2 separate regions of the Anas platyrhynchos genome follow, and region 1 is linked to region 2. A link is a contact called in public Hi-C data. All regions are on one chromosome and are shown on one strand. The core of a region is the stretch at or near the end of the contact, and the rest is flanking DNA. Distances in the headings are between cores, read along the strand shown. Region 1 holds the start of RERG (RAS like estrogen regulated growth inhibitor). Region 2 has its middle 130 kb from the start of RERG.

Region 1 (6,195 bases), core at 276-2,775, 130 kb after region 2:
AGAGCCTGGGGATGAACACCACGAGGATGGAGCTGCAAGGAGCCAGGCGCTCCCTCACTCCCCCTTTTCTTTTTTTTTTTTTTTGAAGTCATGATAATTGATGCTATGCTCCAGCTATAAATGTTGCATTAACACCACTGACACATTTGGCACTGTTTTTACAAAACCTACAGTAAGCTTTCTAGCTCTAGCTGTTTGTTTCAGGCTGGCACTGTAATACTGAAAGAGGTACTTACTCAGCCCAAAGTACCCACCTCACAGCTCCACATAAGGTGCCTTGTTCTTTTTTTGTCCTTAGGATGCAATTGCTTACATTTGCTATATTTGCCTTAACTCTGATGAATTAGTTTTTGTATTTAAAAGCCATGACCACTCAGCAGTGCTGCCTGCAGATAGCTGATCTTTCCTCAAGCCCTCCAATTCCAGAAAGGTTTCGATTACTCAGCTGCAGTTGCTTAAAAACCTCTAAGCACTTGTACCTTGCTCATTCTGCTAAACAAAACCATACCCTGAAGTTCTCTAGCGCTCCTGGTTTAAGCTGCATCAAGCCTCATACATAACATTAGCAAAACGTGGGGTTAGAAAAAGGATGCCAGAATTTCTGGTGATACGCTTTTAACCGAACACGTAAGAATTAGCTCTATGCGTGGCTGTGCTGCATGACCTTGAGCAAGTCACCTGGCATTTCCTCATCTCCTTGACTTCTCTGTCCTGCACAGCAGATACAATACCACTACCCGTCTTTGTAAAGTGCTTTAGGATCTTGGGCAAACACTGTTAACTGTGATGATGATGATGACCTTCAACCCTGAGTAAAACCTCAAAAATTTGTCTCCCTTCAAAACAGAGTAGAACTTTATGAACGCAACCTGTTATGAAGGTTTGCCATTGTGCTAAAATGACCTCTAGAGCCGTACATCTAACGGTGACACGGGAAGCTCTGGGTTATTATTACCTGCTCTAAAGCAAGCCACGTTTCAACCGTGTTCCTTGAACCGAATGCCTGAGGATTCTGTCTCTCGGAAACAGCTCGGAGAAAGAGCGAAGCGTCCTCACCCGGAGAAGGGTACCAACCTCCCTGCGCTTGATTTGGCGTACGAGCGAGCCTCAGCCCACCGGGCACGACCCGTTAACACTCCCCGGGCGCTCATCCCGTGCCGGGCAGCCCTGGGGAGCTCTCCGTGTCCCTGCCCTCCCGGGGCAGCTCCCCGCGGCCCCTCACCCATCCCCTCCGCCCGGCACCGCTCACGTTTTCCAGCAGCCAGCGACCCATCGCCGCCCCCCTGCAACTTCGGCTGGGCTCCGCTCCCCGGCAGGTGCCGCCCACCGCTGCAGGGCGACCCCGGGCCCCGCCGCCCCCGGCTCGGTGCTCACCTCCTCGCCGCTCCGGCCCCGGGCGCTCCCGCCGGAGGCAGCGGCGCGGCCGCGCACTGCGGGCACCCCGCCCGCCCCCCGCACGGCTCCGGCTCCGGCTCCTCCGGCGGCTCTCGGTGCCCGCAGCCCCGCGGCGGCCCCTGGCGGCCGCCGGCCGCAGCTCGCCCGAGCCCCGCAGCTCCCGCGGAGGGTGGGTGGGTGGGCGAGCAGCACCGCCCCGCGATGCTCCCCCTCTGCCAGCCTCTCCCGGAGCACCGCGGGGCTTTCCTGCAACTCGGCGTGCTGGGCTGCAGCGCGGCTTTTCGTGACGTGGGAGAGTGCCTCTTGTTCGCCTTGGTAAATCGTGACTAAAGTCTCTGCAGGCTCGGCTGCGTCTCAAGTGCTCGCTGTCCTTCGCTCTTATTTGCTTGATGCTGCTCTGCGGTAGCACCCTGCACAACTCTGTGTAGCGTCGGGTGGGCTCTTGCTGTCCCTCAAAGTGGCGGGCAGGTTGTTTCATCAGACTGTTTTCTACTAGCACCTCACTTCTCATGTGGCGCTCCTCCTCTGTGCAGCCCCCCATGAGTTATGGCAAAGGAAAGCGTTGTTATTTCAATTTGCAAACGGGGAAAATGAAGCATGTAATTGCATCAGTCCGTCCAAGAGGTCAGAGCCAGGGATAGAGCTCTGACATGGTAGGACCAAATTCATCGGACAACTCTTACTTCCTTGTTTATTAAACCACCCGGTAATGTAAAGATACATTAATAACAGATGTGAAGCAGAGCTCAAAAGCACTTAAAGTTCGGTGGATGTTCCTCCTATGTTCCTGTTCCAGCCCAGATCTGAATGAGATACAAGACAAGTAAAAGAAACAGCTCTCCCCTCCCTGTCCTTCTTGATGCAAAATTAAACAAAAGTTGGATTGGAAAAGATCTTCCATGAACCAAGGCTCTGCACAAGAGCACGATGAGCATTTAGGAGGCAGGGCATCAGCCCGGAGGAGAAATGAGCACCTACTATTCCCTACATGCTGTGCCAGCTGCAGGCACTCGGGAGCAGATCTTAAAATAGTTGTACTGCATATCATTCAAAAGCAAAAAAATTAGAAGGCAGATGTGAAAGCAGTAGTGTGGTTTATGCTTTACTTGTTAAAAATAAATGCTGAGGCTTTAAGCCTTCATTCTTTGTTTGGTTTACATAATTTAGAGGGATTAGCTTTTTCCATCCTCCTAAGAGAGCAACTGGTGAGTGTCTATTTTGCATCTGGGGAAATGTGTGTTAGTCTCGAGGCCTGACATTTGTTTTGTGTCTATGGAATGCACCCTGCATGGGGCTGTCAAATTAAATATGATAACAGGCTTTTCCAAAGCAGTAGATAATTTATTGGTCATTAAAAATCCTAGTCGCTGTGCAGTCTGCTTGCGATGAAGTCTCTTGTTGCCAGAGCATAAGAATTCAGTAAACACTAATCCTGGACACAGGCGAATGTTTCAGACTGTTGACACCCACAGGCCCGGTCCAGGACCACTTCAGTTGCTGTTCATTTCCTCTGGCCTCACTGCACTTATCCTACATAATGTTGGTGGGTTTGGGTGCGGGTTTTTTTTCTTCCTGAAATGGGTTTTTATACCCATACATCAAGGACTACCTTGCTTTGTCCAAAGTGATGGTTTGCCTGCAGTTGTGGCTGGCAGTGTGTTTTCTCACTGGCTTTTCCACTTGTGCCGATTGGAAAACATGCTTATGGGTATTATCCTTTCCTTCACTGGTGCATTGGGAAACACACCCCTTTATATAGGCTCCTTTTCTACAGTGTCAAAGCAGATTAGTGTGCCTGCCCGCTGTCATCAGTGACACAAACCTGTGGCTTTGTGACTCTTAGGGGCAGCACTGCATGTCATAAAAGGGCAGAGCAGGTAACCTCCTCCCATTTAGTGAGCTCAGGCATTGCCGACACATCGCTGCTAAATGGCTGGGCCCAGCCATGCTGTGAATTTGGGGACTGAAAGTCCTCGGCTCTGTGGTTTCACCAAGGTCTGTAATATGGGCCTCCACCTCCCGATGGAAGGGTTATACCTGCCCTAGTGCCCCTGTTGTCCGCACCTGGTTGCATCCCTTTTGCTGGGGTCCCACAGCTTGTCCAGAGCAAGGATTTTGGCTCATTTGAGGTCTGGTAAGTACTTGCAGTCAGCCAGTATCTACAGCCAGAGGATTAGACTACAAAAGTAAGTTTGTCAGTAACATTAACTACTGAAGAGCAGGTAATAAAAGAGGAAAGAGAATAACTTGAAATGCAGGTGAAGTCCCAGAGTCTAAGTCTAAATAAAATGCTGCTTCAGGATCAATTAGGAGAGGTACATCCAAACAGTGGTAGTTGACAGAAGTATCTTAGAAAGACTCACAGTTTTAGGTACTAGTAAATAATACCGCCCTGGCTTAACAAGATACTTTAGCACTGCCAAAGTCCAGAGTGTTCTTTCTGGCTGGCCTGGGGGTGCCACCTGTTCACCATCAAGCATCACTACTGGCATATGATTTTAATTCCTGATGTTTAAGGTGTGTTTTCTGGAGATGTTCTTGTTGTGAAAAACAATGGTGTATGTTTCCTGAAAGGTGGTAGAGGGAACTGCTGTGACACTGCAGGCATGATATAGATAGCCTGTAACGAAGATGTGTAAAGAGGAAAGGAATGGTGCTATTTTTCCTACCAAAGCTGGAGTTTCTATGGTAGATGACATTGTTGCAGGTTTCAACTTCTGAAGCTAGATTTGAGCATGGAGTTTGGTGGGACTCATAAGAAAGGAAAAGATGACAGAGACCTGATTTCACAAAATCATTTGGAAGTCTCTGAGTCATATAGAAATTGGTGGCACTTTGTCTTCTGAGCACCTTTGTGCAACTGAGTCCAAGTGTCTGCAAACTGTAGAGCACATCATGCCATTGGTGGCACAGACAAGGAGACAGACCCTCCTGGTAATGTTCCTGCAGTAAGGAAGGGTTATTGAGCTCAGGATCCTGCAGTAAGGAAGGACTATTGCCTTTGCTGATGCTTTGGAAGAGCAGCCTCAACCTGCAGCAAGGATTGCTCCATAGCAGAGCACACCTGGTCAGAGCTGGATGCTCGTCTCAAACAGCAACCCATCAGTGAGTTGCCTTTGTAAGGGTACCCTTTCTACCAGCGCTATCCTGAGAGTGAGATGATGTTAAATTAGTGGTAGAAAAAAACACTGGATAAATAGCACATTAACACAAATATTTGTAGCTATTACTAAAGGTTCACAGGGAAACATTCGGATTGTTTTCTTCATTTTCACAGAATATCTTCCAAATGTTTCTGTGTTGGCTTCCAGCAATGTACATAAATCTGTTCAGTTATGCAAATCTAGTGCCATGAAAAAAAATTGCAACTTTGTTGTTAAATTATGGACAAACTTTGTTGTTAGTTTGGTTTGTAGTCACTATGAAGCACTGCTGTTTTAAATTAATACTGCCTTTTCTCATATTTTCCCTCATGGCTCATGAAACACTGAGTTTATAATGATGTGTTTTCTGAGTGTATGTTAGGTCCTTAAAACTTTTCTTTCTCTCAACTTTCTTCACACTGTATATAAGAAAAAAAACAAACACGTATTTTTAAGACACAGGATTTATTGCTTAATAGGTGTTTATTTCTAGTGCAGCAAACAAGACCACAATTCTGGAAATGTTTGTTTGCATTTAACTTTACACAGGCAGGCTTAATGGAGTAGCTAAGGAAGCTACAGCTCCCCGATTAGTATAACTTGATGCCAGGCTAACTGTGGGTCACCTCACACGGAAATATCTATGCAAGTACAAAATCCCTACACATACGTTATTACTGTGATTTTGCTGTATGTACAATTAGTACAAGCCTTAATGGAGATTTAAAATCCAAGCAGATACTGAAGGATATGAATTTCAGGTTACAGCCAGCCCTGACTCAAAGCTCTGCAGCAGCCTCTTCTTGCATTGCAGCCATGGGGAGGAAAGCAGGCTGCAGAGTCACCTGTAGAATCTGTGCTTCAAAATTTTGCACCATTTGGCTTCTCAAGGTGCCAAAACAGAGCACTGGAGATGGAACTGGGATGTTCTTCACAGCATCGTGTGGATCTCACACATGCAAATGCCTCTATGCTGTGTCCTAATGCAGGCCTTTTGTCACAGGAGGCATTTGGCATGTTTGCACAGACACATAAATACATAGTTTGGCTTTCTGGCAGTAGCAAGAATTTCATCAGGTTTATTTAACAGTGATACATGTGCAAAGTTGAGAGGCACAGCTCAGTAGGAGCTATGCTAAGTAGATTAGCAATGCATAAGGTCATGTTTTATAACACATAACAAATGGGTACATTTCCAGAGAGGCTACAGGAAAGATGGGGAGGGACCCATCATCAGGGAGTGTAGTGATAGGACAAGGGGTAATGGCTTTAAACTAAAAGAGGGGAGATTTAGATTAGAAATAAGGAATAAATTCCTTACTCAGGGGCACGTGAGGCACTGGAACAAGGTGCCCAGAGAAGCTGTGGATGTTCCATCCCCAGAAGTGTCTAAGGCCAGGCTGGATGGGGCATCTTGGTTTACTTGGTGGGAGGTGTCCCAGCCTATGTCAGGGGGCTGGAACTCAGTGATCTTTAAAGTTCCTTCCAACCCAAAACATTCTATGATTCTATTGCCCACATTAAAATGAATAAATTCTGCTACTCTTTGTTTCTTGTCACCTGTGCCATTGACTAGGTTGTATCCTGGCAGTCTTCCATTAAAAATGGGCATGCTGTGACTACACATTCACTGGAATACAGTAGAGACTGTGCTGAA
Region 2 (6,023 bases), core at 515-3,014:
TCTGCAACTGAGGTCCCAAAGGGAAAGCCATTTCAGGTTGTTCCCACAATCCAGCAAAAACACTTTCTCTTGGCTAATTATTTTCTTCAGGGCTTGCCTTCTCTGCTCTTCTTCAAAAGCCTTTTTTCTTAAAATCGGGAACTGTTGAACCTAATCCCTCCATCAAGATTCTTTTATCTCTCTGTGTTATTTTATTCTACTTCAGCAGTATAAATTAATTTTCAGACTTGCTCAAACAGCTCGTGAAAGGGGTTGCTTAGGCTGAGTATGGAAATTTTCTGACCTGGACTTTGAACTCTGCTTAGTTTACATGTTTGCTGGCATGTGAATCTAGAAATCAGTATAGCTCAACCTGGGTCTTGCTACACAATTTAGGTCTGAAAAGGATCCAAATTAAAGATGTTCAGACCTAGTGTTTCAAATCATCTCATGGGAGATACATGTTCCAGCTGTGAAATTTGGAACTTTGTTTGTATTCCATTTTCTTTCCACAGTTTTGAACCTTTCTCTAATGATAATAAAATTCAAGCAAAAAGACACAGGAACAGAAACATCATTACCTCTATATTCTTTCTCTCTCTCTCTCTATTTTTTTTTTTTTAATTCTGACACCTTGCTACCAGATAGACACAAGCACACTCAGTACATAATCCTTGCACTGATGGAAAGCTGAAACTCATGAAGTCACTAACAAATGCGTTGTCCAATAATATGTTTCTGGTCAAATTCTGCATGTCCAGCATTGTGGGTCTCACTGTAGTTTCACTGAGGAGAATGCTGGCCCCAGAGATTTTGTTCAATGCTGATTTGAAATTCAAAAGCTATAACTGATTGTCAGCATCTTCTTCAAGCTTCAGTTCTACCTGCTGCTTCCTTTAAAACTATTCAAGACAGGACTTCTTGTAAATTCTGTTTTATCATACATCAAAGCATTAGCCATGCTACTCTACTATTTTAAAAGATGAAATCAGAGTAAAATTATCTATGAGAAAATTCTGGGGAAAAAAATGCCAAGTTCATAAAGATACACATGTGTAAGTATCTTAAATTCAGACTATTCTGTTCAATTTACAGTGAAATTATAAAAAGAAAATTGTTTGGAAATATATCTGCAAAAAAAGACCTCTCAGGTAAAAGCAAATTTTGAAATTCTAAACATTCGCCACTCTTCCAGTTATAATCCACCATTTCTCTTTGGTCTATTTCTTATCTTTGATGATTTGCTCTCATCAATGCCACTAACTGGTCATCAAACACATTTCATATGTGAACCTCAGAAAAAGGAATATGTCATTTGCCCCATTTAAGAATAAAAACCAGTCTTAGAGAGAGCTGAAGTGACTTTACTGAAGTCACATAGTAGGAAGAAGACTCAAGGACTCCTGCCTTTAGACTCGCCAGAATCTATAAACAGCAAAACAGCAACAAATTGGGGTTTGTCTTCCCCCTCACCCCATTGCCGCCCTCCCTCCCCTCTCTAGTTAGTTACTTCGTATTAGAGATCTAAAACTTTAACTGAATCTTCAAATTTAGAATAGAAGAGAAATGTGGGAGGAAAAGTGAGGGTGGAAACCATGTCCATGATACAGTTTTCTGTGGGAATTAATGGGTTAAGGAAGCAATACTTGACCTTGAAGTGTAAGAGGAGGGGACTGTGTTTATCTTTCTTTAATTGTCTAGTAAAACTTTCAAAACCTTGTGTACTGCAAAGAGCTGGCAGAGTAACTACAACACAGACACATTTACCTTCACCTCTGGTAACCTAGCTCTGTGGTTGAGAAGCACGGCAGCAGACCATACTGTCTCCTATTATGGTTTCTTCATCTCAGTAGTCTGGATCGACTTGAGTAGTCTCTTTTCAGTGTGTAATAACCATGCAGTCTCAGCCATCTAGGGTGAAATTCCCTGGATGGAGAGAGTCCGTTTCCAATAAATAGCAGAAGATGTCAGATGTGTGACTGAGGTGTAATTGAAACAAGCAGGTCAACTTCATTAATAAGCTATGGCTCAGGAATCCTGAAGGCATCAATAAGCATTACTGTCTTTTTGCTTTAAATGAGCAATCAGAACCTGATGCCAATGTAGACAGGAGTTTTATAGCAGAACCCAAAGCAGACTCTTGGTCTTTAAACACCTCTTAATGTTTCTTTGTAGCTTTAGATGAACTTGAAAGAGGTCTGTTCCTTTCTGCTGAGAAATAGTACAGGAACATCACTGGAGTAGTTCCTGTACTGGATCATTCTATATATGTAAATCGAAAAAAGAAACGTCTGTCATTCCTTAGGGGAAAAAAGCCATCACTGTTCTCACTCTTATGATTTCACAGACTGATGAACTCGTGGATCCAATTCAGTATGACTTCCAGCACTGCCAACTAGGACAAAGAAATGGCAGCATCTCTTGGGTGTATTTTCTGTTCTCTATGTGCAGCATCACGTCTGGGAGAAGATTTTTTCTAGGGCAAACATACACTGAGGACAGGGAAAAAAACAACATTGGAGCAATTGTGATCTCAGTGAAAAAGATACAAAGCTTAGTTTCAGTATACTATATACAAAAAATCACTTGGTTTGCCCTCCTCCCATCACTTTTTTTTTTTTTTTTTTTAATGTGAAATAATATTGAGTATGAAATCACATGAAGTATTATAGAAGGTGATCTCTTCAGGATGCATAACTGACTTCCTGAGGACAAGAAACACTCGCAAGAGGAGAAATAATGAAGTGAATGACTGCAGACAATAAGGTTCAGGTGCTCTCAGCTTTTCCTGTTTACCAGGAACATCTGACATTAGAAGTAAGAACATAATTTGCTTTCTTTGTGTAGTCAATACTTTTCCTTTCAACTTATAGCATTAAGAAGATGCCAATTATTGGACTATCTTTTTCTGCAACCCCTTCTAAGATAAATTCTCATTATTGTGAGTGAGGAAGGAAAGTCCTTGCTATAACGCAATGATGCAAATTTATGCACGCATCTATCATAGGAAAAATCTCCAGATTAAAAGGGAAATAACAAGTAACAGGGAGATTTTCTTTTAGAATTTAGTCTGCATAGAGGCCAAAATTTGAAGTGTGCCAAGTATTACTGCTCTAATCATGTACGGTGTTAGCCATTTGCTCAGCACTGGCCAGAATATATGAAAGAGAATGTAAATCTCTCCAAAGAACTTGATTTAAGTAACATACTTTGAACTCTTCTGGTAAGTATCTTGGAAATGAATGTTGTTGACTTGGCAAAGAAGGTGATTTTTTGACTGATTTGGAAGGGAGAAGATGCTTATACAGAAGGGTAGAGAAAGAAAATAAACCAGCCTTAAATGGTGTCATTAGTTGAATTAGAAGAGTGCCAGACAGGTTAATGGACCCAAGATGGAGGCAGACTTTGCGGAAAAGTGGCTCAGCATGAGTTGTCAAAGCCTTTGAAGGCAAAGCTGGTAATTTTTGTTGTTATCCCTAATGGTGTGGTGGTTTTACCCTAGAAAGACAGCTAAACTCCACCACACCGCTCTCTCATTCTCCCTCCTCAAATGAAGAGGCAGAGAAAACATGATGGAAAAGGGCTCAAGGGTTGAGATAAGGACAGGGAATTTGCTCACCAAATACTGTCACAGGCAAAACAGACTCAGCGTAGGGAGATTAATATAATTTATTGCCTATTACTAACAGACTAGAGCAGTGAGAAACTAAAAACAAATTATAAGTACCCCCCCACACACAATCTACCCTCTTCTATATCTTCCCCCCCCCAGCAATTCAGAGGAATGGGGGTTGTGGTCAGCCCATACAGTCCATAACTCTCAATCATTTGCTGCTTCTTCATCATCTTTCTTCCCTTGCTCCACATGGGGTCCTTCCCAGGGGATGCCATCCTTCCCAAACTGAGTCTGTGGGGGCTGCCCACAGGCAGCATCTCTCCAAGCACTGCTCCCACACAGCTCCGTCCCACGGAGTCCATCCATCCCCCAGGAGCAAACTGCTCCAGCATGGGTCCCGCATGGGTGGGCGGTAGCTCCCCCCAGACCCCCTGCTCCTGCGGGGGCTCTCCATGGGCCGCAGCCTCCTCCAGGTCACATCCACCTGCTCCACCGGGGGCTCCTCCACCCATGGGGGGGCTGCAGTGTGGAGATCTGCTCCATGTGGGACCCATGGGCTGCAGGGGGACAGCCTGCTCCGCCAGAGACCTCTCCACAGGCCGCAAGGGAACTGCTGCTGGGTGCCTGCAGCACCTCCTGCCCTCCTGCTGCACTCACCTGGGGGCTGCAGGGCTGGTTTTCACATCTTTCTCCCAACTGCTGTTACGCAGCTGTTGTTGAAGCAGACCCAATATATATGGAAAGGTTATAAATTAGTTTTTAAAAGGGATGTAGTTGTTCTGAATGAATGGCTGAGCATATGATTTTTAGTTCCTCCTCTACTGTGTCTGAAAGTAGGCAGAATGAGTACACTGCTATAGGCTTTAGACTGAAAAGGAAATGTCTACAGTGTGGATCTCTTTTCAGGTGTTTGAATACAGAGAAACAAGTGGAACAATGTTTATAACAAAAAGCCTTGAATTCATCCCAGCAAAAACAATATCTAACCATAGTGCCATCAATGTTCATGAAAAAGTTTAATCAAAATTGAAGGAAAATCATAGTTACTTTGGAATAAGCATCTTGATGTAGGTTAATCAAACATTTAGAGACAGTAACCTCATCTCTTTCAATATGTGTAGTCTGGAGGAAGGGAACAGTGTTTCATGATGAGAGCTGCTTTTTGATTTTTATTTTATTTTATTTTTTTTAATTCAGGGGTCATCTGAGAGTCTTCACATGGTTACCACACTTTGTTCCATGTCAGGATCTCTGTGTGAGAAGGGTCACACAGATAATTCTTAAAAATGCCTCACAGAGTTATGAGATAACGGGTTGGAAGGGACATGTGGATATTATGTATCCTCCTCAGAGGAGGGCGAGCTAAGATCATGTTCCAGAAACCAGAAAAGGGTGTTCCTTTTCCTCTTTTGTGCTAGAAGCTACTTTTTTTTTTTTTTTTTTTTTTTTTTAGATTGCATTAGTCATGTAAAAGAAAGAAACTAGTTAAAAAATTTTCATCAACTAATGCTTGTGTGTCTGCGTGTTTAAATTATGCATTATCATCGCTTTGCTTGGTGAGTAGCAGTGATGTACAGGAGTCAAGATCTATTTTCAAATTGTGAGAACAGATCTCTTCCTGAACTGAATTGCTACATTTTAGTGTGTCTTTAAAATGTTAGTCACTGCCATATCCATACAACAGCCAAACATATGCTTAAAAAAACCCAAACATACGCTTTAAAAAAAAATCTGAGATAGTCTCAACAATCACCCTAGCAATTTTATTGTGGGGTGTCAGGCATATGTATGTCATCTTTTTCTTTGTGCAGTCACAAGAGTTCAAACTTGTGACAATAAAAGGTTCATCTTTAAGTATTTTATTGGTCTGAGACACAAGACCTCAAGAAAGCACCTCTCTCATGGGACTGATAAGAAGCTCATTTTGCCAGAACTTAGTGACAGCATTGGCAAATTACTGCCTATCCACTAACAGGATAAAGACAGCAACTCTTTTCAGACAGTTGAGCAATTAGATAGCTTCTGTTATGACTAGTCTGGAAAAGATTAACGGTAAATTTTAGATGAGATGATCAATGTTCATTTTTAATCTTACTGCCTACTGTTTCCAAGATGTGGCAGTCAGGCACCCACTGTGTCAGGAGCTGTACTCACATGTACTCACCATGATGTGTCTTAGAAATATGGAAAGGGATATCAGGGATCAGGACACCTATTTCTTGCATCAAGTCAAAGGAAAAGAAGTATAAGGATAAAGATTCAGATCTCAAAGTTCCTGAAAATATACAGGGAATGCTTTTTATTAACTTCAGTGAACTATGAAACAGGTCTTACCTAATTTGCTCAGGATCAAAAGAAGGAAGTCTGAGGCAGTCTGAAAACTGAACTTCGACTTGGTGCATATCTTTAGGAACTGCTGTGTATTCGT

What was found. A called contact is a pair of places that touch in the nucleus more often than the background predicts.
Region 1: a Hi-C map of small yellow follicle shows a contact between it and region 2, with 3 times the contacts expected there. The contact joins the promoter of RERG here to the enhancer-like site in region 2. A contact is called at or near these places in 2 of 8 Hi-C or Micro-C datasets (F5 follicle and small yellow follicle).

The regions. Positions count from the first base shown.
Region 1 is chr1:66,167,185-66,173,379 of IASCAAS_PekinDuck_T2T, forward strand. RERG (RAS like estrogen regulated growth inhibitor) reads right to left here and starts at 1,526. Exons shown (of 5, transcript XM_027462567.3): 1 at 1,375-1,526; 2 at 1-5. It overlaps PTPRO (protein tyrosine phosphatase receptor type O), which reads left to right and starts at 1,571. Exons shown (of 27, transcript XM_038173071.2): 1 at 1,571-1,710. The coding sequence starts at 1,597.
Region 2 is chr1:66,040,582-66,046,604 of IASCAAS_PekinDuck_T2T, forward strand. No RefSeq gene overlaps it. Among named protein-coding and RNA genes, the nearest start is that of RERG, 130 kb to the right of the region's middle. Within about 2 kb of position 1,765, at least 3 of the 8 cell types and tissues checked have an H3K27ac peak or open chromatin away from gene starts, as enhancers often do. A contact at or near this core is called in F5 follicle and small yellow follicle, where this site is marked.